7 separate regions of the Mus musculus genome follow, and regions 1, 2, 3, 4, 5 and 6 are each linked to region 7. Evidence: chromatin contacts called from public HiChIP or PLAC-seq and promoter capture Hi-C data. All regions are on one chromosome and are shown on one strand. The core of a region is the stretch at or near the end of the contact, and the rest is flanking DNA. Distances in the headings are between cores, read along the strand shown.

Evidence for each region. HiChIP or PLAC-seq counts read pairs in DNA pulled down with a chosen protein or histone mark. Capture Hi-C pulls out chosen DNA fragments and counts their contacts.
Region 1: a contact with region 7 is called in a promoter capture Hi-C map of liver, with 2.2 times the contacts expected there. The contact joins the promoter of Mknk2 here to the promoter of Gpx4 in region 7. A contact is called at or near these places in 2 of 39 promoter capture datasets (the C10 cell line and pre-B cells), 2 of 115 datasets of contacts at active chromatin or transcription factors (pancreatic cancer cells and thymic regulatory T cells) and 1 of 9 other capture datasets (liver).
Region 2: a contact with region 7 is called in a FOXA1 HiChIP or PLAC-seq map of pancreatic cancer cells. The contact joins the promoter of Btbd2 here to the promoter of Gpx4 in region 7. A contact is called at or near these places in 1 of 39 promoter capture datasets (cranial neural crest) and 1 of 115 datasets of contacts at active chromatin or transcription factors (pancreatic cancer cells).
Region 3: a promoter capture Hi-C map of liver shows a contact between it and region 7, with 2.5 times the contacts expected there. The contact joins the promoter of Amh here to the promoter of Gpx4 in region 7. A contact is called at or near these places in 1 of 39 promoter capture datasets (pre-B cells) and 1 of 9 other capture datasets (liver).
Region 4: a contact with region 7 is called in a FOXA1 HiChIP or PLAC-seq map of pancreatic cancer cells. The contact joins the promoter of Izumo4 here to the promoter of Gpx4 in region 7. A contact is called at or near these places in 1 of 39 promoter capture datasets (pre-B cells), 1 of 115 datasets of contacts at active chromatin or transcription factors (pancreatic cancer cells) and 1 of 9 other capture datasets (liver).
Region 5: a contact with region 7 is called in an HNF4G HiChIP or PLAC-seq map of pancreatic cancer cells. The contact joins the promoter of Abhd17a here to the promoter of Gpx4 in region 7. A contact is called at or near these places in 1 of 39 promoter capture datasets (cranial neural crest) and 1 of 115 datasets of contacts at active chromatin or transcription factors (pancreatic cancer cells).
Region 6: a contact with region 7 is called in a FOXA1 HiChIP or PLAC-seq map of pancreatic cancer cells. The contact joins the promoter of Dot1l here to the promoter of Gpx4 in region 7. A contact is called at or near these places in 2 of 39 promoter capture datasets (liver and pre-B cells) and 2 of 115 datasets of contacts at active chromatin or transcription factors (double positive thymocytes and pancreatic cancer cells).

Annotation. Positions count from the first base shown.
Region 1 is chr10:80,674,396-80,677,644 of GRCm38.p6, forward strand. It overlaps Mknk2 (MAP kinase-interacting serine/threonine kinase 2), which reads right to left and starts at 1,898. Exons shown (of 14, transcript NM_021462.4): 1 at 1,686-1,898; 2 at 1,429-1,545. The coding sequence starts at 1,479.
Region 2 is chr10:80,654,588-80,658,006 of GRCm38.p6, forward strand. Btbd2 (BTB (POZ) domain containing 2) reads right to left here and starts at 1,907. Exons shown (of 9, transcript NM_145361.3): 1 at 1,543-1,907. The coding sequence starts at 1,898.
Region 3 is chr10:80,803,844-80,807,303 of GRCm38.p6, forward strand. Amh (anti-Mullerian hormone) reads left to right here and starts at 1,397. Exons shown (of 5, transcript NM_007445.3): 1 at 1,397-1,807; 2 at 2,181-2,323; 3 at 2,501-2,609; 4 at 2,697-2,856; 5 at 2,956-3,460. The coding sequence starts at 1,405. It overlaps Sf3a2 (splicing factor 3a, subunit 2), which reads left to right. Exons shown (of 9, transcript NM_013651.4): 8 at 1-45; 9 at 129-1,079. The coding sequence ends at 971. RefSeq lists a promoter at 1,219-1,439.
Region 4 is chr10:80,701,086-80,704,196 of GRCm38.p6, forward strand. Izumo4 (IZUMO family member 4) reads left to right here and starts at 1,608. Exons shown (of 10, transcript NM_027829.3): 1 at 1,608-1,874; 2 at 1,964-2,044; 3 at 2,124-2,195; 4 at 2,645-2,671; 5 at 2,768-2,843; 6 at 2,954-3,001; 7 at 3,095-3,109. The coding sequence starts at 1,631. Mob3a (MOB kinase activator 3A) reads right to left here and starts at 735. Exons shown (of 4, transcript NM_172457.2): 1 at 712-735.
Region 5 is chr10:80,588,486-80,591,940 of GRCm38.p6, forward strand. It overlaps Abhd17a (abhydrolase domain containing 17A), which reads right to left and starts at 1,856. Exons shown (of 5, transcript NM_145421.2): 1 at 1,690-1,856.
Region 6 is chr10:80,753,887-80,757,081 of GRCm38.p6, forward strand. Dot1l (DOT1-like, histone H3 methyltransferase (S. cerevisiae)) reads left to right here and starts at 1,317. Exons shown (of 28, transcript NM_199322.2): 1 at 1,317-1,638. The coding sequence starts at 1,558.
Region 7 is chr10:80,051,795-80,055,370 of GRCm38.p6, forward strand. It overlaps Gpx4 (glutathione peroxidase 4), which reads left to right and starts at 1,771. Exons shown (of 7, transcript NM_008162.4): 1 at 1,771-1,921; 2 at 2,720-2,814; 3 at 2,906-3,050; 4 at 3,174-3,325. The coding sequence starts at 1,838.

The DNA.
Region 1 (3,249 bases), core at 648-3,147, 620 kb after region 7:
GGCAAAAAAAAAAAACCCACTGTAGGTGACATTCTTGGGTCCATCTCTCGTTCCTGCTCAGCCCCAAATCAAGCTGGCCAAGGATAACAGGCATTTGAGGCAGGGGTGGGGCAGTTGGCCAGGGGCACTGGCTGGACAGGCCTGGGAATTCTTCCCTATCTGCATGCCCCTCCCACAGGGGTGCAGGCACACACATACACACTCTTGCCTTCTCTACAGGGCAACAGGTCCCTGCCCCAGGAAGCCATTACATAATCCAGCCTTCTGGGTGGGGTGGGCAGGCTGACATCACTGCGTCCTTTAGGCCAGGCCCCAAGTAGGGGGCTCTGCCTAGCACCCTGCCCACCTTCACCACCCCCAGATATACTCATCTAAGGTAAGACTCAATCAGCCACCATTAATAACACTACAGAAACTTCCTGTTCTGATAAGAAATAACACTTTGGGCCTGGGGTGTCTTGAGGGAAGGTCTCCACAGGCCACCACCAAGTGTGGAGGTTGCAGTGGGGCAAAGCATACCCATGTGCCAAAGGGTTTCCCCAACAAGGCTTCATCCCCTCTGATCCCAACCAACCGCACAGGCCAGCTTGAGACTACAGTGGACAGATACAGGGTTTCCCTGGAACTATATACACAGAAGTAGGGGAGACGGGGCTGAGAGACTGCAAGGAACATCCAGCCACTGACCACAAGCCAACCTAGGGGAGCTCACAAAAGAGAGAGCTAGGACCTGCTGACGTGCTTTCATCCAGAACAAGGCCAACCTGGGGGACACAGAAAGTGTGGGATCACATACAGAAAGTGGGTGGGGAGCACAAGACTGAGATCAGGCTGATGGCGAGGGACATAGAGCCACCAATCAGTGGTGGGAGTGGGTCCTGAAAGAAAGAGCTACTAGGCAGCCGGGGACAGGTTGTAGCCTGCAACAAGCACACACTGCAGGAAACAAATGTAAAGTCCATCAGAGACCACATACAGAGGTAGGAAAGCCCGGGCTGAGAAACTGCTAGGGACACAGCCACAGATCACAGGGGAGCCTGGGGCAGTTCATGAAGAGTTAGTAGGCAGCTAGAAGCAAGGCTGCAGCTTACTGACTCTCCCAACCAGCACAAGACAGGCCTGGAAGTTGCAAGGAACAGAAACACTCGATTTGCCTAGGATCACACACAGAAACAGACGACTGTGATCGGGCTAACTGCAAGGGACACAGAGCCACCAATCACAAGCCTGGGGGTGGGGGTTGAGGGTCCTAGAAGAGAGAGCTACTAGGAGGATGGGGACAGGGCTGCGGCCTGCTGACCCCCACCACCTCCAGCACAAAAGTCCAATGCAAGCACCCCTCCCAAGCCCTGCACCAGCCTCCCGAGTAGGCTCTGCTTATCCGTCGCACCCGTCACTGCAATGGGACCCCCGGACAGGACCCCTCACCTTGAACGAACGGTGGAAGCCCTGAAGTTCGGCTGTTCTCTTCTGCACCATCTTCAGTCCGGGCCCCACCAGCGGGGGAGGGGACGCGGGGCCCGGGGGGCGGCTTGGGAGGCGACCCTGCGGGCGGAGGAGACAAAGGACCGAGGCTGAGAGAGGCGCTCGGCCGGGCGGAGGCGGCCGGGGCTCGGCGGAGCTCCCGCGCCTGACTCGGGCTTCCTTCCTCCCTCGGAGAATGTCGCCCTTGGCGCCGCGCTCACCGGGGTCGGACACCGGCCGGGGTCGCAGCGCCGTCACCTCACCTAGCACAGCCCGGACCCCGCTCCGAGGACTGCGCGGGGAACAGCGCCGCCACAGCCACCGCTGCTGCTGCCGCCGCCGCCGCCGCCGCCGTCGCCGCCGCCGCCGCCGCCACCGCCGCCACCACCGCCACCACGGACCCCTCCACTGGGCCGCTGCCGCCGAGAGGAGCCGCGCGCGCGGCCGGCGCGGCCACCTTTATAGGCGCGGTCCCGAAGTTACCCCGCCCCTCCGCACCAGTCTCCGCCTTTCTCAGGGAACAGAGGAGGCGGAGCTTCCAGGAGCGTCGAAGGCCGCAGCGAGAAGAGCACGCCGGGGAATGCAGAATACGGCTGCGCGCTCCCGTTTAAGGGGCGGAGCTTAGCGGGGAGCGGAGTGGAGCTGCGCAGCGACCGTGTTGGCGACTCCAAACACGGCTGCGCACTTCGAGCTGGCAGGGGGAAGGGGAGATTCCGAGGGAAGTGGGGCGCGAAGCTTCAAGCGCGCCTGCGCACTCCCACGGTGGGGGCGGAGCGTGAAAAGATACTCGACTGCAGCCGCGTGACCTGGCTGGGGGGTGGGAGAGGACTGTGTGGAGAGGCTGGTGACCAGCCTCCGGAGTCGCCTGCGCCTGCGCAGAAGGGTACTGAAGGCTTCAGTTTGGGCCGTGAGGCCGCCTTCTCCTGTGTCACAGTTGGCCCGCTGGCTTGCGCGCTGCAGGTTCTGCTCCCTGTCCTTGAGCCGGGTGCCGCGTTCAGCTGCCGAAGGAGGGCAAGCCAGCCCTAATTTTACTGAATACTGATGCCCTTGTCCTGTGCTCCAGCTCTGCAATCCGTGATGAACCCTTCTTGAACCTCTTGGGTCCTTTGCAGCCCTCGGTGGGGATAGCTGGGACAAGAAGGGGCTAGGATCCCCGATTCAGGTTCGGATACAGTCAGACCGCGTTGTGCCTGCTGCCTCGGCTGCTTCCGTGCACAAAGAGGTTGTTTTCCCTCTTCAGGGTAGTTTGTCTACAAGTTTTTACCACCACCCTCTACTGAGGCTGGAGCCTCATGAACCTCAAGCAGCTCTTTGTGTGTTTGTGTGCACTCACACAGGTCCTCGTCCGTGTGAGTGTGTGTGCCTTATGCATACAGGTGCCTGGAAAGTCAGAAGAGAGGTGAAATTACACGATGCCTGATGTGGGTGCTGGGCTGTACCCTGGGTTCTCTGTAAGAGTAACAGTTTGGCTTAACTTATGAGTCATCTGTCTGACTCCCGAGCCTCATTGTCGTCATTAGTGATTGCATTGGCAGAAATGTTTGTCTCTAATTCAGATTGTCATGCCTGTACAAGGTTCATTACCTGGACAGATTTGGGCAGGGGATAGAACTTCAGCTCAAGGCAGTCAGGGATCAATTCCTGGCAGACTCAAACAAGGGTCTCTACTCAGCTGTTAAAGGAGTTTGCCACCAATTATAGCCTGAGCCCATTCCTGGGACACATGTAAGAGAAATAGCTTCTACCTGTGGCTAGCTGTAGCATGTGTGTGTGTGTCCACGGGGG
Region 2 (3,419 bases), core at 657-3,156, 600 kb after region 7:
ATCTAAATGAGTCCAGTTCACAGGTAGGGAAACTAAGGCCCAGAGAGCTCAGAAGAAGGAAGGACCTGAAGGGTCTTTCTGGTGCCTTCCAACAAGTCAGGCAGCCGACCCCTTAGCAACCCTCCACAGCACCACTAAGAAACCTCAGCCACTTGGAAGCCAAGTCCTCCACTGCCCACCGTACCACCTGTGAAGCCCCCCCCCCCCAACTCTCCACAAGCTGTAAAGGGGCTACAACATCCCCATTCTTCTTGCTCCGGCCCCCACCTGAGTGAGAGACCTCTGAGTCAACACTTCCCCTCACCTCTGCCCCTCCAGCAAGAGACCACTTCTCTCTTTCCCAGAGGGCTACACACACACACCCACGTCCACATTCCCCATTCCTGCCATCAAGCTGGACAAGCTACCCCACATGGTCATAAAGGTCATGTGCCAAGAACCGCACTGGCAGGCGGTACACGCTACCACAGCTTGCACAGAACTCGCAAAAGGCCTCAATCCTTTCTGAGGCTGTGCCAGACCCTTGCCCACTCCCAAAGAGCTCAACTCATCGTGGCCATGGTGAGGTCTGGGGGTGATGGCTCAGACAGGCTGGAAGCCCAGTGCTGGAGGAACAAGAGGCAAGGGTCTCTGATGGGGCCAGTAGGTTAGATGGTGTGAGGTGTGAACATGGGGTAAGAAGGGGATCTAAGGGGTCATGGGTGGGGACGGAGGGGGCCCTAGAACTGGATAAGCTGGAGGAATGTTGGGGTGACTAATGGATTCAGAGAGCAGAGAGGATCCAGGATAGAACGGAGCAGAACCTAAGGATAAAATGAAATGGCCCTAGAACCAGGTTCAAGGCAGGCAGGACCCAACAGAACCTCCAGGTTCCCATGTTTAGGAAGTACACTGTGGGGGAAGGGGGTTGTGGGAACCAGGTTCAGGTGAAGGGGTCAGGAATCCTAAGGTAAGAGCCTGAGGCTCCAGATTCAGGGTCCAGGGGTGGTGAAAGGTCTGGGTGGGGTGTAGAGTCTGAGGTACATGATCCTGGGTGGAATGCAGATTCTTGGGGTGCAGGGTTCTAGGATGCAAGGTCTGGGGTGCAATATCTAGGAATAAAGAATCTGGGTGCAGTCCAGGCTCTTGGGATTAGGGTTGGGATGAAGGGTTCAAGCAGACTGCAAGGTCTGACTGCAGGATTTGGGATGCAGGATCCTGGGATGCAGGGCCTGGATAGGGGTGCAGGTCTGAGGTGCAGTCTTGGGTGGAGTTCAAGGTCTTGAGTGCAGGGTTCTAAGGTGCTGGTTCATGGGGTGCGGGGTCCAGGTGAAGTGCAGGATCCGGGTGGGGGAACAGAATGGGGGGGTGCAGGCTCTGAGTGGACTACGGGGTTTAGAGTGTGCGGGGTCCAGGTGGAGTGCATGGTCTGTGATGAACGGTCCCGGGTAGGGCGCAGGGTTTCAGGGTGCTGGTTCCTGGGGTGCAGGGTCTGGGTGGGGTTCAGGGTCTGGGGATGCAGGGTCTGGGGTTGCAGGGTCCGGGCGCGTCCCGGCGGCCCACCTGTGCGCGGGGACGCGCTGCGAGCTGAGCCCCTTGCCCACCAGGAAGTGCACGTCGCACAGCACCTCGTTGTTGAAGAGGAAGGCGAAGCGCTCCTGCACCGTGGGCTTGGTGGCCTGCCAGTTGTACACGGGCTCGCGCAGCAGCGCGCCTGGGCCCGCGTCGTCGCGCTCGTCGCCCACGGCCTGCGCGTCAGTCCCGGGCCCAGGCGGCGGGGACGGGGGCGGCGGAGGCACCGGGGCGCAGGCAGCGGCGTTGCTGGGGGCGGCGGCCGCGTTAGCACTGGGACCCAGGCTGCCCGCGCCGGCCCCGACCCCCGGCGGGCAAGACGCGCGCCCGCTGCCGCCCGCCGCCATCTTGTCGCTGCGGCGCGGGGGCGGAGCCACGGAGGGCGTGGTCATGGGGCGGGGCGTTTGAGAGGAGGAAGGGAGGGGCGGGGCTAAAGAGAGCCGAGACCTGAGAGGGGCGAGGGGAGGAGACAAAAAGGGAGGAGCCAACGGGAGGACGGGAAGGGGGAAGAAAGGGCAAGGCTAGGGAGGAGGATGGATTGGAAAGGGAAACGGGGAGGGAGAGAGGGAGGGAGGGAGGAGAGGAAGATGGAGAAGCGATTGTGAGCGTAGAGAGGAGGGGAGGGAGGATGGGCGTGGCAGGGCTAGGCCCAGGATTGGTGAGACAAGGAAGAGGAGGGCCCCGAAATGCCAGAGGAGGAAGGAGAAGGGGAAACAGAGGAAAAAGGGACCGAGAGAAATGAGAGGGAGAAATGGATACTGGGACAGAGAGGAGGGCAACAGGAGGGGTTGAATGGGAGGAAAGAGAAGGATGTGGTAACGGGGGAGGAGCAGAGACAGGAGGTAGGGGAGGTAGTCCGGGCCATGGAGGCGCAGGCCATCCCTGGATTCGAGCAAGGGCAGGAGGAGAAGGATGAGGAGAGGCAGGGAAGGCATGGAGAGGTAAAGGACAGACAGAGGAAAGAAGCAGGAAAGACAGCATGGGGAGGGGAGGGGAGGGGAGGGGAGGAGGAGGAGGAGATCACACAGTGGAGGAAAGAGGCCCAGACTTGAGGTGAAGGGGCGTGGTGCATCTGAGCACCCCGGGGCTAGAGGGCGGGGCCACAGGGTCTAGATGGAAGCCGACAGAGGAATAGGGATGGAGGGAAAAAGGAAGAAGGACAGGCCTTTGAAGATGGTGAATGCGGGAAGGTTAGGAGAAACGGAGAGGAACAGAAGGAAGTGAGGATGTTGAGGTCTCAGGCCCTTGATCCCACCCACACAATGCTCCTGAGCCCCTGAACCTAGCCAATCCCGGCTCTGCCTTAGGCTGTAGGACATTAAGAACCCAAACTAGCTGGGCAGTGATGGCGCGCTCCTTTAATCCCAGCACTTTGGAGGCAGAGGCAGGCGAATTTCTGAGCTCTAGGCCAGTCTGGTCTACAGAGTGAGTTCCAGGACAGCCTACACAGAGAAACTCTGTCTCAAAAAAAAAAAAATAATAATAATAATAATAATAATAACCATAATAAAAAGAGCCCAAACTAGACTGTGAACCCAGAAAGGGAAAGAAGTGGAGTGAGGGGTAAGGTACAAAGAGGAGGAGAGGACAGGCCAGGCCTGAGGAAGGAGAGACTGGAGGAGGGGCAGGAATTACTATGTATCTGGGCATGGTGGGCAACACCTGCCATCCTAGCACTGGGAGCCTGAGGCAGGAGGATCACAAATTCAAAGGTGGACAAAGCTACTCAGGGAGGCAGAAGGGGAAGAGAGGAAGGAGGGCAAGCTTTGTTTCCACAGGTTAATTAACAGGGACTGACTGGCTTAGTCCTGAGTCTCACGAATCTCATCTGGAAACAGGCTCAGCAGAGGGACCAATAAAAGTGAAGA
Region 3 (3,460 bases), core at 147-2,646, 750 kb after region 7:
GCTGAGGGCAAGTTTTGGACCCACTGGAACAGAGAAACCAAGCAGGTGAGGTTCCACAGGCCTTGCGTGGGTACTCTCTCAGCGCTCCTCAGTGGCCCTGCCCCAGTCACTGACCCTCTCTCCTACAGTTTTTTCTTCAGTTCCACTTTAAGATGGAGAAGCCCCCAGCACCTCCCAGCCTCCCAGCAGGACCCCCAGGCGTCAAGCGGCCCCCGCCCCCACTCATGAATGGACTGCCTCCTCGCCCACCACTCCCTGATGCCTTGCCCCCACCTCCACCTGGTGGCCTGCCTCTCCCTCCTATGCCCCCCACTGGGCCTGCTCCCTCTGGGCCCCCTGGACCTCCCCAGATGCCCCCACCAGCTCCTGGGGTGCACCCCCCGGCCCCAGTAGTACACCCACCAACATCTGGAGTCCATCCCCCAGCTCCTGGGGTACACCCCCCAGCACCAGTGGTCCATCCACCAACATCTGGGGTCCATCCCCCAGCCCCTGGAGTGCACCCACCCACCCCTGGAGTGCACCCACCAGCCCCAGGAGTGCACCCACCAGCTCCAGGTGTCCACCCACCAGCTCCAGGGGTACACCCCCCAACTCCAGGGGTGCACCCACCAGCTCCAGGGGTGCACCCACCAGCTCCAGGGGTGCACCCACCAGCTCCAGGGGTACACCCTCCTCCATCAGCTGGAGTTCATCCTCAGGCTCCAGGGGTACACCCACCTGCTCCTGCAGTACACCCTCAAGCCCCTGGGGTACACCCCCCAGCCCCTGGGATCCACCCTCAGGCACCAGGGGTTCACCCTCAGCCGCCTCCTGGAGTCCACCCTGCTGCCCCGGGGGTCCACCCTCAGCCTCCAGGGGTTCACCCCTCAAATCCTGGGGTGCACCCTGCTCCTATGCCCCCCATGCTGAGGCCCCCACTCCCCTCAGATGGCCCTGGGAACATGCCTCCCCCTCCCCCAGGCAACTGAGCAGTCCCCCCACCAGCCTCTGTTGTCTGTGTGGTCTTTTCCCATTGCCAGTCCTTGGAAGGTTTTCTATTTGTCCTGCCTTGAGCCTATTAAACAGCCTCCCCCGTGTCTCCCTGTCTGCTGTGTGTTTGGTAGTGGGGAGGGTGGATACTGCTTGTCTCTGTTGAAGCTGTGGTGACCTGGGGCGTCCTCCAGGTGGGCTCCCCAGGGAGATGGGAGCTACTCAAGGACAGCTCAGGCCTCTGCAGTTATGGGCCCAGCTCTGAGGACAGAAAGCCCTTTGAGACAGTCGCCTCCCACCTGCTGGGCATGAAAAGTGCCAGGCACTGTCCCCCAAGGTCACCTTTGGTGTTGATAGGGGCGTCCCTCCCAAGCAAGCAATCTGGCTCAGCCATACATATAAGCAGGGCCACCCGGACCTTGCTGTACCACCATGCAGGGGCCACACCTCTCTCCACTGGTACTGCTGCTAGCGACTATGGGGGCTGTGTTACAGCCTGAGGCGGTTGAAAACCTGGCCACCAATACCAGGGGCCTCATCTTCCTTGAAGATGAGCTCTGGCCCCCCAGCAGCCCCCCTGAACCTTTGTGCCTGGTGACAGTGAGAGGAGAGGGGAACACAAGCAGAGCTTCCCTGAGGGTGGTGGGGGGTCTGAACAGCTATGAGTATGCCTTCCTGGAGGCTGTCCAGGAGTCTCGCTGGGGACCCCAAGACCTGGCCACCTTCGGAGTCTGCAGCACTGACTCCCAGGCTACCCTGCCTGCCCTGCAGCGCCTTGGGGCCTGGCTAGGGGAGACTGGAGAACAGCAGTTGCTAGTCCTACATCTGGCTGAAGGTACGTGATGGACTCTGTCTCAGCGCCCATGATGCCTTGGGACTGAGTGAGTTAGGGCAGAAGCTGGGGGAGGGGGGTTTGGGGGAGGGGGCCTCGCTGGATTGCTAGGCAGAACCTTATACACCCTTTCAGGAACTGTAGTGGGCAAGATGGCAGGACACACCCCAATGATCACACCTTCCAGACAGATGACAGCAGAGCTGCTGTGTCCTTACAAGCAAGGTCTCCACACCTTGGATCAGGGTCCCTCAGGCCTACATGGCCCCAGAAGATCTCCAGTGAAGAGTCCAGCTGAGGGAATTTCTGTAGGACAGATCTTGAGGGACTGAAGCTAATGGCCTCAGAGACTCAGTCAACCAATATTTGCCCACAGTGATATGGGAGCCCGAGCTCTTGCTGAAGTTCCAAGAGCCTCCACCTGGGGGAGCCAGCCGCTGGGAGCAGGCCCTGTTAGTGCTATACCCTGGACCAGGCCCCCAGGTCACAGTCACAGGGACTGGACTGCGGGGCACACAGGTACCAGAGACTGGCATGGGCCCATCCCCTAACAGCCTTCTGGTTGAGGTTGTGCCAAATGGAAGGGTTGGTGGGGTTAGGAGTACACCTGGGAGGCTATTCCCAGTATGGCAGGGGTGGTGCCTGTAGCCTGACCATCTTCCCCAGTCCTGCTGACAAGAGTCCCTGTGTCCACAGAACCTCTGCCCTACTCGGGACACCCGCTATTTGGTGCTAACCGTGGACTTCCCAGCGGGGGCCTGGAGCGGCTCGGGCCTCATCTTAACCCTTCAACCAAGCAGAGAAGGTAGGTCCTGGCAGAGGGGAGGGGACAGAGTGGAAGGAAGCTGCCCTTAACCCCAGCCCTCAGCCAGCACGTGCCCACCCTCTACAGGTGCCACCCTGAGCATCGATCAGCTGCAAGCCTTTCTATTTGGCTCTGATTCCCGCTGTTTCACGCGGATGACTCCCACCCTGGTGGTGCTGCCACCCGCCGAGCCGTCACCGCAGCCAGCACACGGCCAGCTGGACACCATGCCTTTCCCGCAGCCTGGGTGCGCACAGGGATGGAGGAGGAACTGGGACGTTGGAGGGGGTAGTTGGTCCACCATAGCCTCTTGTGCTCACAGCTGGCCCACTTCGTTCTATTCCAGACTGTCCCTGGAGCCTGAGGCCCTGCCACACAGCGCCGACCCCTTCCTAGAGACCCTCACTCGCTTGGTTCGTGCTCTGCGGGGACCTCTGACCCAGGCTTCGAACACGCAACTGGCCCTGGACCCTGGTGCGCTGGCCAGCTTCCCACAGGGCCTGGTCAACCTGTCAGACCCCGCAGCACTGGGACGCCTGCTCGACTGGGAGGAACCCCTATTACTGCTGCTGTCACCCGCTGCGGCCACGGAGAGGGAACCTATGCCGCTGCACGGCCCCGCTTCTGCTCCCTGGGCAGCGGGCCTGCAACGCAGGGTGGCAGTGGAGCTGCAGGCGGCAGCCTCAGAGCTGCGGGACCTCCCGGGTCTGCCACCCACAGCTCCCCCGCTGCTGGCGCGCCTGCTAGCGCTGTGTCCCAACGACTCCCGCAGCTCCGGGGACCCGCTGCGCGCGCTGCTGCTGCTAAAGGCGCTGCAGGGCTTACGTGCCGAGTGGCATGGGCGGGAAGGG
Region 4 (3,111 bases), core at 358-2,857, 650 kb after region 7:
CAAGGATACACGTGGAGCTCTGGAATAATAATTGCCCTGCCTTAACACTATGCCAACCTCTACTTGACTGTAGGCACTTTATTCTATGGAGCCTAGGGAAGGGGTGGAGGCAGGAGGGAAGAGAAAAGGCAAAGTTATTGGCGCAGACCTTTAATCTCAGCGTTCAGGAGGCACAGGCAGGGTGATCTCGCTGAGTTCCAGGATAGCCTGGGCTAAATATAAAAGGAAAGAATTAAAGAAAAGAAAAGAAAAGAAAAGAAAAAAGAAAAAGAAACTGCGGCCAAAGTTAACTTTCTGTGATCTGTTTTTGAGTCTCTCCATCCAGCCTTTCAATGGCTTATTTAGGGGAGGCCGAGGAGTGCTGAAGAGGCAGAAGTAGGGATAGAACCCAGGGCTTTCTACACACAAGGCAAATGCTTCACTCCAGAGCAAGAGCCCAGACCTTCAATGAAGTTTAACAGAAACGTGATCATTTCAAACAAATGAGTCAGCGGAGATGGGAAGGAGGATCCTATCCAGCCGCTGGAGGCTAGCCTGTGCTATCTAGGACCTCAAATATTAAACACGCTTTTGATCCATGACGCTTCCTTTCTCCCTCCTTTTGACAGATCCAGGTCCCCAGCGCCCACTCTGGGCCGGTCGCTGGACACTGTCACCCTGAGGGATGAAGTCCCGCTGCCCGCCGCCCGCCTTGGCCCTCGGAGGACCCACCTGGCTGTCCGGAACCGTCTCTCGCTTCGCCCAGTCTCCGGCCGCGCCCGCAGAGGGACACGCCCGCGGAGGGACACGCCGCACGCCCCGCCCAGGCCGCGCCCGCCAGCCGGATTTACTTCCCTTAAAGGGAAGCAGCCCGGATGGAGGTGTGGCGCCCGAGTTCGGAGGATCACGGTGTGAAAGGCAGGCGGCACTCCGCGCCCCTGGAGACCAGGACGGGCGCTGCTAATTGGCTGTAGTGGAGCGGATGAGGGGCGGGACGAGCCCTCCCTCGCTGGCTCGGGAACTGGCGCCAGCCCAAAGCGCATGCGTAAGGCGCTGTGGATGGGGTGGAGCCTGGGGACAGACTGGCATTACCAGTTGCCAATTGTAACTGGAGAGATTCAGTTACACTCTCCTGGGGAGATCCAGTAGAGCCAGCCCTGGGACAGAAGTCCGGATGGCGGTGGGGTGGGTGTGGTGACAGGCTAGAAAGGGGTGGAGCCATCCGTGGGCGGTACCAGGCCTGTAGGCGGAACCAGGCCTGGGACAGGAGTCTAATCGGGGCCTGGCCAGGTAGGGGCGGAGCCATCCGTGGGCAGGCGCTGTCTTTTTTTTTTTTTTCGAGACAGGGTTTCTCTGTGTAGTCCTGGCTGTCCTGGAACTCACTTTGTAGACCAGGTTGGCCTCGAACTCAGAAATTCGCCTGCCTCTGCCTCCCAAGTGCTGGGATTAAAGGCTTGCGCCATCAGGCCCGGTGGGCGGGACATGTCTAAGCGGGGCGGGACCAGAGTTGGAAGCATGATCAGGCCCGGGCAGGGGATGGCGCGGCCAGGGTCCACAGCGCGAGCTGTTGGTTGGTGCGGCGTGGCAGGGCGTGGCGCGGGAGGCACCGTTGGTTGGTGCGCGGCTGGAGGGTGCGGCGCTGGCGGCGCCGATGTTTGGGCAAGGCAGGCTGGGCCAGGCCATGGCCCTGCTGTTGTTTCTGGGCATGACAGCGGCGCTGGCCCGGGGCTGCCTGCAGTGCGACCCCAATTTCGCGGAGAAGTTCTCCTTCTATCGTCACCACGTGAACCTCAAGTCGTGGTGGGTGGGTGACATTCCTGTGTCGGGGATGCTGCTCTCCGATTGGATCCAGAACACGATGAAGGAGCTCCATCTGGCCATTCCTGCTGAGATCAGTGAGCGGCGGAACCCATTCCAGGGTCAGAAGAGCAGCAGGGAACCGGGCAGGGCCACTCATTTGCTTGCTTTTTCCTCCTGCCCTTAGCCCGGAAGAAGCTATATCAAGTAGCAGAAGCCGTGTACCAGAGGATGGACCAGCTGTACCAGGGGAAGATGTACTTCCCAGGTAAAAAGAGAAACAGGTGGGGCCGGTGCGAGCTGCTACGCACCTGAACTTGACCGTTCTGCTGTGACTCTCACATCAGGGTATTTCCCCAATGAGCTGCGGGCCATCTTCCGGGAGCAAGTGCGCCTCATCCAGAACGCCATCATAGAGAGTGAGCAGTGGGCTCCACAGAGGGGAAGATGATCATGGCCGCTGGCACTTCAGGGCTAGGGGCACTGGAAACAGGGCTCAGGGAGGAGTGACTCTGCAGGAGGCCCTTTTGCATAAATGTTTGCTAGCATGCCCATCACCCCCTTATTTCTGTCAAACTAGTCTCCTGGTGGCACCTAGGAACAATGGAACCATCCTTCCCTTAGGTTATCCCCATCTTTCACTGCAACTGACCCCTTCCTACATCCATGAAACTCATGTAGCACAAGCGTGTAATCCCAGCACTCAGAAATGAGGGAACGAGGCAAGAAGATTGCCACAAATCACAAGGCAGCCTAGGCTACCTTCTCTGTGCTAGGGTATCCTGGGCTACAAAAACAAGTGGGGCTGAGGTGTTGAGCTCTGGGCCTTGTCAGAAAGCACTATCCTGTTATGTCCTCCCCTCCCCAGGCCGCATTGACTGTCAGCGTCACTGTGGTAAGTGAACCATGGTCCAGGCTAAGGGCCACAGTGGCAGTGGCCCAGGCTGGGGAGGGCCCAGGGGAGTCTGGGGCTGCTTCTCATATATTGCAGGTATCTACCAGTACGAGACCATCTCCTGCAGCAACTGCACGGACTCCCACGTCATTTGCTTTGGCTACTACTGCAAGTATGGCTCATGCAGCAATCCCACTGCCCCTGGGGTCCTAGGCAAGGAAGGGGACCAGGGCCTTGGGGATACCCCACCACCAAGTCTTGTGTTCCCCCCCCCCACCCCAGGTCATCGGCACAGTGGGAGTCAGCTGTACAGGGCCTTCTGAAATACATGTGAGCTGGGGCTTATTGGGTACCAGGACATGGAGAGGGAGACACCAAGGGAGGCCACTTGGTCCCCTGACTCCAAACCTACTGTCATTGTAGAAACACCTGGCACAAGT
Region 5 (3,455 bases), core at 606-3,105, 540 kb after region 7:
CCCAGAACAGGCTATCAGTGAATGACCCCGCTCCAAATATCCACAAGGTCAATGTTTAGAGACACTGGCTTTATAATCAAGGCCTCCTCATTTAACACCCCTTAGACACAGAGGGCTTGGAAGGACCTGTGGTCCAGTGAGAAAGAACACCTGACCAAGCTGGAGACAAAGTGAACCAAGGCCAGGAAAGGGAGTGCTGTCCCTCACACTCCCCTCCGGGTCACTCCCATCATCTTTAAGCCTGCTGGTTCCATCAACCACCACCTGAACCTTTCCCCAACTGCACTCTAACCTTACGAAGGTCCATCTCAGCCGCCGCTATCATTCCGTGTCAAAGGCTTGGCCCTCGCTACTTTGACACTTTCTGCAGCACACACCTATTGAGTGACCTCCCTTCTAGAGTTGTCCTTCCTCCTCCTAGTCACAGACCTCATGCCTAGCCACACATCTTATCAGGTGTGTAATTTCTGGGGTCTCAACCTGCAGTATGTTTTCTAGACAAGTCAAGCAAGGGGAGGCCTCAGTTTCCTGCCTGTGGCTGTCCCTACGTATGCCAGTATCCTGAGTCTGCCATATGGGGAGGAACTCTCAGTCATGATTCCAGATACTTCTACAGTTAACTAGTTCTCCATCCTGCATGGGGCAGGACCTGGAAGACCCACTTCCACTCAACAACCATGTGCAGGGCAGCCAGAGAAAATAAAGCTGTGGAAGAAAGACATTAAAGACATAAGCCTCTGGGACCTGCCAGTGTTATATGGAGAGGACAGACAGCATGTGGGACCTCATGTCACAGATGGGGCCACTGGGTACTGTAAGCCGGGATTATTCACTCACTGCCACAAAGCCCAAGCATTGTGATCACAGACATAAAACCAGGCCCTGGTGTTACAAGCAACCAAGCTACTGTAAGGGCTCTAGGATGACCTACATATGACTGTCTGCTCTGGCATGCCTCACCGGGCCAGTCATAGTAGGGAGGCAACCCTCTAGGAGCTGAAGAGTTCAAAGAATGTAGGGTTGAGGGAGGTGGCTCAGCAGGTAAAGGCACTTGCTACCAAGTTTGAAAATCCGATTTGGATCAGGGGACCAGCATGGTAGGAGAGGACTGACTTCAGGAAGCTGTCCTCTGCGTGGGCGCACACACGTGAAAAAAAGGAAATAGCTCAGTGACAGAGGACCGCAGAGGTAAACCCGGGCAGCAGGAGAGGATTCGAAAAACTGCAAGGGCTCCCAGGGGAGCAGGGTCTGCTCAAGCTGCACCCTCAGCAAGAGGGTGCTTCAGCAAGAGGGCTTCATCGTGGGGGTGATGAGGAACCATAAAGGAGTCCTGGGCTGCAGAAAGGAAGCCTGCAGTGGGCCCCCGCTGGCAGGAAGACGCCAGGTGAGTGGCAAAGGTGGCCGGTGAATGTCAGCAGACAGATGTAGACAGAGAGGGTGTGGGACAGTGGCCTGGGTCTGCGGCTGGCCCGGGCGTTTCTTGGGGACACAGCCGTGTCCTGAGGAGGTTAAGCGACTGCTCCAGGATCGCTGCACTGGGACATGGGGATGCCAGGGACACGGTGGGTGCGCTGGTCTCACAGCCATCCCCGGAGAGCGCAGGGAGGTCTCGGACGCAGGGCCCCCGCTCGATTCGGCCCCACACCATAAACCGCCGCAGCCCGCGCGCGCCCGCCCGCCTGCACTCACCGCCGCCCGCGCCCGCCGGCCCGGGGGCCGCACTCCATGGCTCCCGGCCGCCCGCCCGTGCGTCCGTCTGTCTGTCCCCCGGGGACCCCGACCCAGCCTCCTGCACCGCCACCACCGCAGCTCCGCCGCGGGCGGAAGTGAGCTTGACCTAACACCGCCCCCGGAAGTGATGCGAGGCGAATGCGCAAGCGAGGAGGCCTCTGGCTGTTTATGGGGGCGGAGCAAAGCGACCGCGAAGCGGATTGGGTAGGTTGTTGTGAGGGCGGTACATGTGCTGGAGGTGGGGCCATGAGAAGGAGGAGTCGGATTTCTGGGCGGGGCTCAAGATGGAAGGCGGGACTTGGTTATGCGGGCGGGGCTTTATATGGGGGCGGGGCCTCAATAGAAGTGAAGGTGAATGGTCTGAAGAAGCTTGGCTGGCGACAAGGTGCCCGGTGAAGAGCGGTCTGGGGGCGGGGCCTGGAATAAAGGCGGAACCGAATGGTCTGGGGGCAGGACCTGGATAGGGTGTGACTTTGACCGGAGTAGGGCTGCGTTCAGAGGATGGGATTTGCATTCCCAGTTGATTGGTTAAATTATCCTTGCCTTCCCCCTCCACCCCATCTGCTCATCCCCTCCGTGAATTCCTGGAAGAGGCAATAAAATGAGTTTCTCTCAGGATCTCAAGACAGGAGCTGGAGAGGTGTTCACCCTTTAAGAACACTACACATCCCAGGACCCACAAGGTGGTTCTCAACCACCTGTAACTCCATTTCCAGGAGAATCTACTCCCATTTCAGGCTTCTTCAGATACCCGACAGACACATAGGCAAAACACCTTTACAACCCAATTTTTTTTATTTTATGTTTATTTATTTATTATATGTAAGTACACTGTAACTGTGTTCAGATACTCCAGAAGAGGGCGTCAGATCTCGTTGTGGATGGTTGTGAGCCACAATATGGTTGCTGGGATTTGAACTCAGAACCTTCGGAAGAGCAGTCGATGCTCTTACCCGCTGAATCATCTCACCAGCACCCTACAACCCAATTTTATTTGTCTGTGTATTTACATTACTGCGCCATGGAGCGCCTGTGGAGGTCAGAAAACAGTTTGTGGGAATCCTCTCTGTTCTACCGAGTGAGTCCCTGAGATTAAACTCAGGTTTTCTGGCAAGAGTCTTTTACCCACTGAGCCATCTCACTGGCCCTCGTTTTGAGTTGAGTGTAGGGGGCAGAGGGTGTTCTTTATCTGTTTATTTTATATGTATGTGTGCTTTGCACTCATGTGTGTGCACAACAAATGTACCCAGGGAGGGGGTGTCAAATTCCCAAGAACTAGAGTTATGGGCAGTTGGGTTGCTGGTGAGCCACTACATGGGTTCTGGGAACCAAACCCAGGTTCTTCACAAAAGCAGTAAATGTTCTTTGTTTCTTGTAGTCTTTCTCTTTGTATCCTTGGTTGTCCTGGAACTCATTCTAGTCCAGGGACTTGAACTCAGAGATCTGCCTACCTCTACCAAATGCTGGGATTAAAGGCATGCACCTTGAATTGCACCCACCTACTGTACATGCTCTCAACCATTGAGCCATTCCTCCAGCATCCCCGACTAGGTTTTTTGTTTTTTTGTATTTTTGGGGTTTTTTTTTGGGGGGGGGGGTTCAAGACAGGGTTTCTCTGTATAGCCCTGGCTGTCCTGGAACTCACTCTGTAGACCAGGCTGGCCTCGAACTCAGAAATCTGCCTGCCTCTGCCTCCCAAGTGCTGGGATTAAAGGCGTGTGCCA
Region 6 (3,195 bases), core at 67-2,566, 700 kb after region 7:
AGAGAGAGCGCAAGCTGAGCAAGCCAGGGGAAGCAAGCCAGTAAAGAACATCCCTCCATGGCCTCTGCATCAGCTCCTGCTTCCTGACCTGCCTGAGTTCCAGTCCTGACATCCTTTGGTGATTAACAGCAATGTGGAAGTGTAAGGTGAATAAACCCTTTCCTCCCCAACTTGCTTCTTGGTCCTGATGTTTGTGCAGGAATAGAAGCCCTGACTGAGACACCAAGCTACAGAGTCTTTTACCACGTCATTTAGTTTTGGAACGAGGGCTCACTGAGTTGCCCAGGCTGGCCCGGAATTTACTTGGTAGCTCAGCATGGCTTCTAGCTCCGGATCCTTCTTTTGGGGGCTGGCAAGCGCTAGGATGAGGGGTGGGAGCCATCTCCCCTAGATTACATTCACTCCCATGTAGTCAGGAAGAAGAAGCAGCTATCCAGAAGCGGCTGGTGAGCTGGTGACAGCTCACCTCAAGGTAACTTATTCTCAGAAGGTTTTGGGGGGAGGGAACTTAAGTATTAGAAGGATTGGAATGGCCTAAGAAGGAAATAAGTTTGGCTCCTGACTCTGTAAAGTTCTGGGCAGGTCAGAGAATAACATTGCTTTGAACTCTTAATTGAGAGCCTCCGACCTATAGGGTCCAATTTGACTGATGATTTATTAATTAACTTATTGCTCACATCTTTAATCCCAGCTCTCAGGAGGCAGAGGCAGGTGGATTTTGGTAAATTCGAGGTCAGACTGGTCAACAGAATGAGTTCCTGGACAGCCAGGGACACCCTGTCTCAAAAAAAAAAAAAAAAAAAAAAGCATGTAAATAAACAATAAGCAGATAGGCTAGAAAAGTGAAAAAATAGAAAAGCTAAAGAAGGGGAAAAATTGAAAAATGAAAAAAAAAAGAAAGAAAGAAAAAGCCAGAAAAACAGAAAAAGAAAATTGACGGGAAGGGAAGAGAAAGAAAAAGAACAGGAAATGGAAAGAAAAGAAAAAAGCAAAGCAAAGCGAAGGGACGCGAAGCAAGCCTGTGCAACTGGGATTTGAACTTGACCCCGCCTGGTCTCTCTCGCTTTCCTCCGCAGGGTTTCCCCGGGTCCCCGCTTCCGGCTGGCGGCGACGTCGGAGGGCAACCGAGGACGTGCGTGCGCCGCTGCGTGCGTAAGTGCGTGCGTCGGTCGGAGGAGGGCGAGTCCAAGGGGGCGTGGCGTGCGAGGGGTGGCGCGCGCGGCGCGGCGGGCGGAGGCTCTGGGCGCGCACCGCCTCTTGGCTCCCGGCCTCCCCCGCGCGCGCTCGCCGAGTGGTTCCGCCCGACCCCCCGGCTCATTGTGCCTTCTCCTCACGCCGGCCCAAGATGGCGGCGGCTCTAGACGCCCCGGCTCTGTGACTCCTACAAAGAGGGGAGCTGGGGCCACACGGGAGCGGCGGCCGAGGCACAGGCCGGGCCGTCTGTCCTCAGCCGTCCGCCCCGCGTCCGCCCGTGTCCGCCCGCCCGGCTTCCCGCCGGTGGCCCCGCCCCTCCCCCAACCGCCCGCCTAGCATGGTGCGGCGGCCGCGCGCGCCGACATGGGCGAGAAGCTGGAGCTGAGGCTCAAGTCGCCTGTGGGCGCCGAGCCCGCCGTCTACCCGTGGCCGCTGCCGGTCTACGTGAGTGTACTTGCGGAGAACGCGGGGGTAGGAGTCGTGGGGCTCCGCGGCGGCAGCGGCGGCGGCGGCGGGTCCTTGGCCGTTCTCGGCCCGCGCCTGCCGTTGCCCTGACGCGGCCGGTCGCGTTGTCGCCGCCGCCGGCCCGGAGCCCCGCGTCTCCAGCCTTTGAGGACCTGAGTCTGGACCGACCTTGTGGGCAGGGGTGTAGAGACTGAGAAGTCGGGGATTCCTTGCCTTTCGTGGCGACCCCTCATGTTGTCACCTCAAATTGTCACCTCACGTGCCCTCTTCCAGTCATCTGTTTCTTATCCTGATGCCTTCTCCTATTGTCCTCTATGCCCTTTCTCGTTGTCACCTTTTGATGTTCATGGGCAGGTGCTAAAAAGAACCCTAGGAAGTCAGGGGGAGGTTGGCCCTTGGGTTTGGGTTGTCCCCCCACGTTCGTGGAGTGGTAGGAGGGCTCCGAATAGTTGTTTCTTCATGTCAGGGTGCCCGGCTGAAAGAACCTGAGAAGTTAGAGAGGTTGTCATCTCAATTTGTACCTCATGTGTCGTTTGACGTTGGTGGATTGGCCTGGAGGTACATTGGAATGCTGGAGCAGTTGTTTCTTAATGTTGGTGGCATGGCTAGAGGGGACTTAGGGAGTCTGGAGGTTGTCCTCTCATGCTGGTGGGTAGAGCTGGTGCGACTCTGCAAAGCTGGAGGTGTTATCCCTTAAAGTGGAAGTGCCAGAGGCAAGTGGGTTCTGAAGTCCAGGAGGGCCTGCGGAGGTCAGTGTACTGTCCCCTTGTGGCCCTTTGTATGCTTTGAGTAGAAGATACAGCAGTGGGGTTCCCTGGTGCTGCTGAGTTCACATCCTCACTGGGGTCCCAGGGAACATGTGTGTCCTGGGATGCCCTTGCACCTGTCCTCTGCCTCTTCGAATTAGGCAGCCCTGTGTGTCCTTGAACATTCCCACAAGTGTCCACTCAACTCTCCTGAGGTCAGCAAGATGGCTCAGCAACAGTCTTATAATCTGAGTTCCATGTTTGGGACATGGGCAGAAGGGAGAGTACCAACTTCCACAAGTTCTCTGACCTCACTGTGTGCACAGACACAGCCACTCACAAATGTAATAGGAATTTTGAAATATCTGTTTGTGTGTATGCTGGTCATGGTGGCACACACTTTTAATCCTGGCACTTGGCAGAGGCAGGAGGAGTCCTGACCAACCTGGTCTATAGTGTGGGTTCCTGGTTGGTGGTCTGCCTACAAAGAGTCTGAGAAATTGGGGAGGCTTGTCCCTCTTCTTACCACGACTGGAAGGACTGTGGGAAATGGGAAAAGTTGTCCCCTGGTGTTGGTGGAGTCTGAGAGGTTGGGAAGTCCGGGAGGTTGTCTGGTGAGGCTGTCTGGAAGAGCACACTCTTTAGTACGTTCCCTCTCAGAGTTGGCTGTTCTGACTAGCCACCCTTCGCAGGGCAGTTCTGTGAGTTGTGGTCACAGTCGAGGTGCAGCCTACTTCAGCCACCTCAGCCTCCCCTCCACTGTCCTTCTGTCATTTGCCTCCCACTTCCT
Region 7 (3,576 bases), core at 521-3,020:
CCCTTCAGCCCCAGCCCCTCGTCCAGAAGTACGGGCCTTTGAGACGCCCTGTGAGGGTGTGTTGTGTATTTACAACTTAAGCTAAAGCTCAAGTGCAAGTCCCTTAGAGGTCTTCAGTGACTCTCAGTGTCACCCCAGCTTGGGGGCTGGGAGGAAACAGCTGACTTCCTGAGGCGGGGGGGGGGGGGGGGCCCTCAGGGCAACTGAGAACTTACAGGACAGGATTGGGCAAGAATGTATCTGACACCCCAGATCATCTTAACCTTGGGGGGGGGGGTGTCTGCCCGTGGGGCGTGAGCTCCCTTGGACCCAGATCCCCGGGAGGGCTCCTGTCTCGCGGATGGCTTACTCCAGGGTTCAGAAAAAGAGGATTGAAGGGATTAGAGTCCAGGCGAGGGCGTGGACAGGCAGCTGAGCTGAGGAATGTCCTGAGTCACTCCTGTGACACGGGGAGGGCAAAGGGCCCAGTGCTGGGCTGAGAGCTGTGGGGGCTGGACAAGGCCATAGGTGAAGTTGCAGGAGGAACTGTTGGGCCTTCAGCTTCTCACTTAGGCCCCTAAGACCTGTGGCTTCTTTGATGTAGGCAGGGACCTCTGAGGACAATAGTAACTATTTATATGTCTCTTGCCACCTTGCTTTCCTGACACAGGGTTCACTGTAGCCTTGGCTGACCTGGAACTTGCTTACCAGACCAGGCTGCCCTCTAGGCTCCAAGGGCTGGGGCTAAGAGTGTGACCACTAGGCCCATCTCCATCTTGGTTTTGAGGCAGGTTCTCTCTCTGACCACGAGTACTTGGGTGACCTGACTTAGCTGCAGGGATGCTCCAGCCTCGGAATCGCAGGTTCTGGAATTACAAGAGCATCCTTGTGCACCAGATTGCGTGGGTGCTTCGATTGGGACATAGTCCTGTGTTTTCATGGCAATGGCTTTCTCACCAAGCCCTCTTATCACCCCCTCAAATCAACTTCACAGGAATCAATATCTACAGGTGACAAGATAGGGCCTGGTGTCATTGACCTATCTATCACCCTAGTACCTAGGAGTCTAAGGCAGGATTGCTGAGTTCTAAGACCGGCTGAACTGTAAAATTGGGGGTCGAGGGGGGGGGGAGAAGCTACATCTGGGGTTCGGGACTCAATGGGTTGAGAGCCCTCACTTGCATGCTGCAGGTTCTGGGTTCCATCCCTACACCTCATGGCAGCACACTTTTGCCATTCCATAGTTTAGGTTAGCCTGAGCTACAGGAGGCAACCTCTGATAAAGAAAATAGAAATGGAAGGGATGTGGGGATTGGCCGACACCGAGATCCCAGCACTCAGTAGGCTGAGGCTGGCGGTCCAGGGGTTCAAGGTCATCCTCTGCTATATAAACAGTCCAAGGCTAGCCTGGGTTACATGAGATTCTGTTTCCAGTAGAAAAAGGAGACTCCTGTACTTTCAAAGGGGCTCTTTAAGGGGATGACTTTGACACGCTTTCTATTCCCAGAGGTTCCCCAAAGCGCCCTGGCACCCTGCTCCGCTGCAGGCAACCTCGCGGATAACTGTCCACAGCCCTCCAACGCGTCGTCCGCGAGAACGCGGCTCCCGTTTCTCCCGCGTCCCTATCACTGGGCATGCGCAGTTGCTGATAACAACAAACTCGTAAGCCCAGCCCCGCCCAAGCCGTCCCTTCATTCAGGCTTCCCATTGGCTGCAGGGGCCTCGCGTCTTAGCGCAGGCGCATCTGACCAATAAGAGACGTCAGTGGGCGTGCCCGAGGGCGGGCAAGCCATACTCGGCCTCGCGCGTCCATTGGTCGGCTGCGTGAGGGGAGGAGCCGCTGGCTCCGGCCGCCGAGATGAGCTGGGGCCGTCTGAGCCGCTTACTTAAGCCAGCACTGCTGTGCGGGGCTCTGGCTGCGCCTGGTCTGGCAGGCACCATGGTGGGCTACTGGGAACTTGGAGGATCGCGGGTGGGGGCGGGGTTCGGAGTCGGGTCACCGTATCCAGGGTGGAGATCAGGGGTCGTGGGATCGGTTAGCTAGAGAAGGGGGCACCCAGGTGGGAAAGCGGAGCCTGATAGGCATCTCCGGGGTTGAACAAGGCTAGGCCTCGGCGCGGGAGGTCCTTGGGCGGTGAGAACCGGTGTCGGGGTCACCATAGCGGGCTCTGACCTGGTCACGCGCCCTGCCCGGCCTGGTGCGTCACAGTCGGCGGCGCCTTGGCTACCGGCTCTTTGTCCCCGCGCTGTGCTTGGGACGCACAGACCGGCGGGCATGGGCCGCGCGGCCGCCCGCAAGCGGGGACGCTGCAGACAGCGCGGCGGATCCCCGAGAGGCCGGCGACGCCGTGGACCTGGACGCCAAAGTCCTAGGAAACGCCCGGGCCCTCGGCGAAGGAAAGCGCGCGCGCGCCGCCGCAGGAGGGCGCGCCCTCGCCGGATGGAGCCCATTCCTGAACCTTTCAACCCGGGGCCTCTGCTGCAAGAGCCTCCCCAGTACTGCAACAGCTCCGAGTTCCTGGGCTTGGTGTGCGGCCAGGGATACCCCTGCCGTCCTCTTCCCTGGTAGCATATTCTAGGGGTGTCCACAGATCTTATCAGGACGACCTGAAAGGGGCGTACTTAATGGAAGGAACCTTGAGACTCCTCCACCTAGTGCCCCAGGACTTTCTTTCTTTGGCACCGGATTCTTCTCCCCTAGGGGACCTGGGTTAGGACACTCAGTTTTCCTGTTTTACAGTGTGCATCCCGCGATGATTGGCGCTGTGCGCGCTCCATGCACGAATTCTCAGCCAAGGACATCGACGGGCACATGGTCTGCCTGGATAAGTACAGGTGGGTTTCTAGTCATATGGGCGGTGTGCATGGCTGGTCTGAAAATGGGGATTTCCTGACTGGCTTCATTCCCACTCTTTCTCTCTCCCAGGGGTTTCGTGTGCATCGTCACCAACGTGGCCTCGCAATGAGGCAAAACTGACGTAAACTACACTCAGCTAGTCGATCTGCATGCCCGATATGCTGAGTGTGGTTTACGAATCCTGGCCTTCCCCTGCAACCAGTTTGGGAGGCAGGTGTGTGGCTGTTCCCCAGGCAATGCCCCTCATACGGGGTGGGGGTGGGGGGCTGTGTCAGTGTGTGTGTGTGTCTCAGTGTACAGTGTAGTGTATCTTCCAAGTAAATGTTGCTTCCTGCAGGAGCCAGGAAGTAATCAAGAAATCAAGGAGTTTGCAGCCGGCTACAACGTCAAGTTTGACATGTACAGCAAGATCTGTGTAAATGGGGACGATGCCCACCCACTGTGGAAATGGATGAAAGTCCAGCCCAAGGGCAGGGGCATGCTGGGAAAGTGAGTGGCCCTGGGGGAGGGAGGGGACAGATGGCTCTGGACCTGGGTGGGGAGCAGGTGCCAAATTTTTAGGTTTTTTTTTTTTCCTTGTTTTTTTTGGGGGGGGGTGTGTGTGTTTCATTGTGTAGCTCTAGTTTGGGTCAGAACTCAGAGATCTGCCTGCCCTGCTAAAGTGCTGGGATTAAAGGTGTGCACCACCTGGCTGAGCCTCAAAGATGACTTTAGTTGTATTTTATGTGTATGGGTGTTTT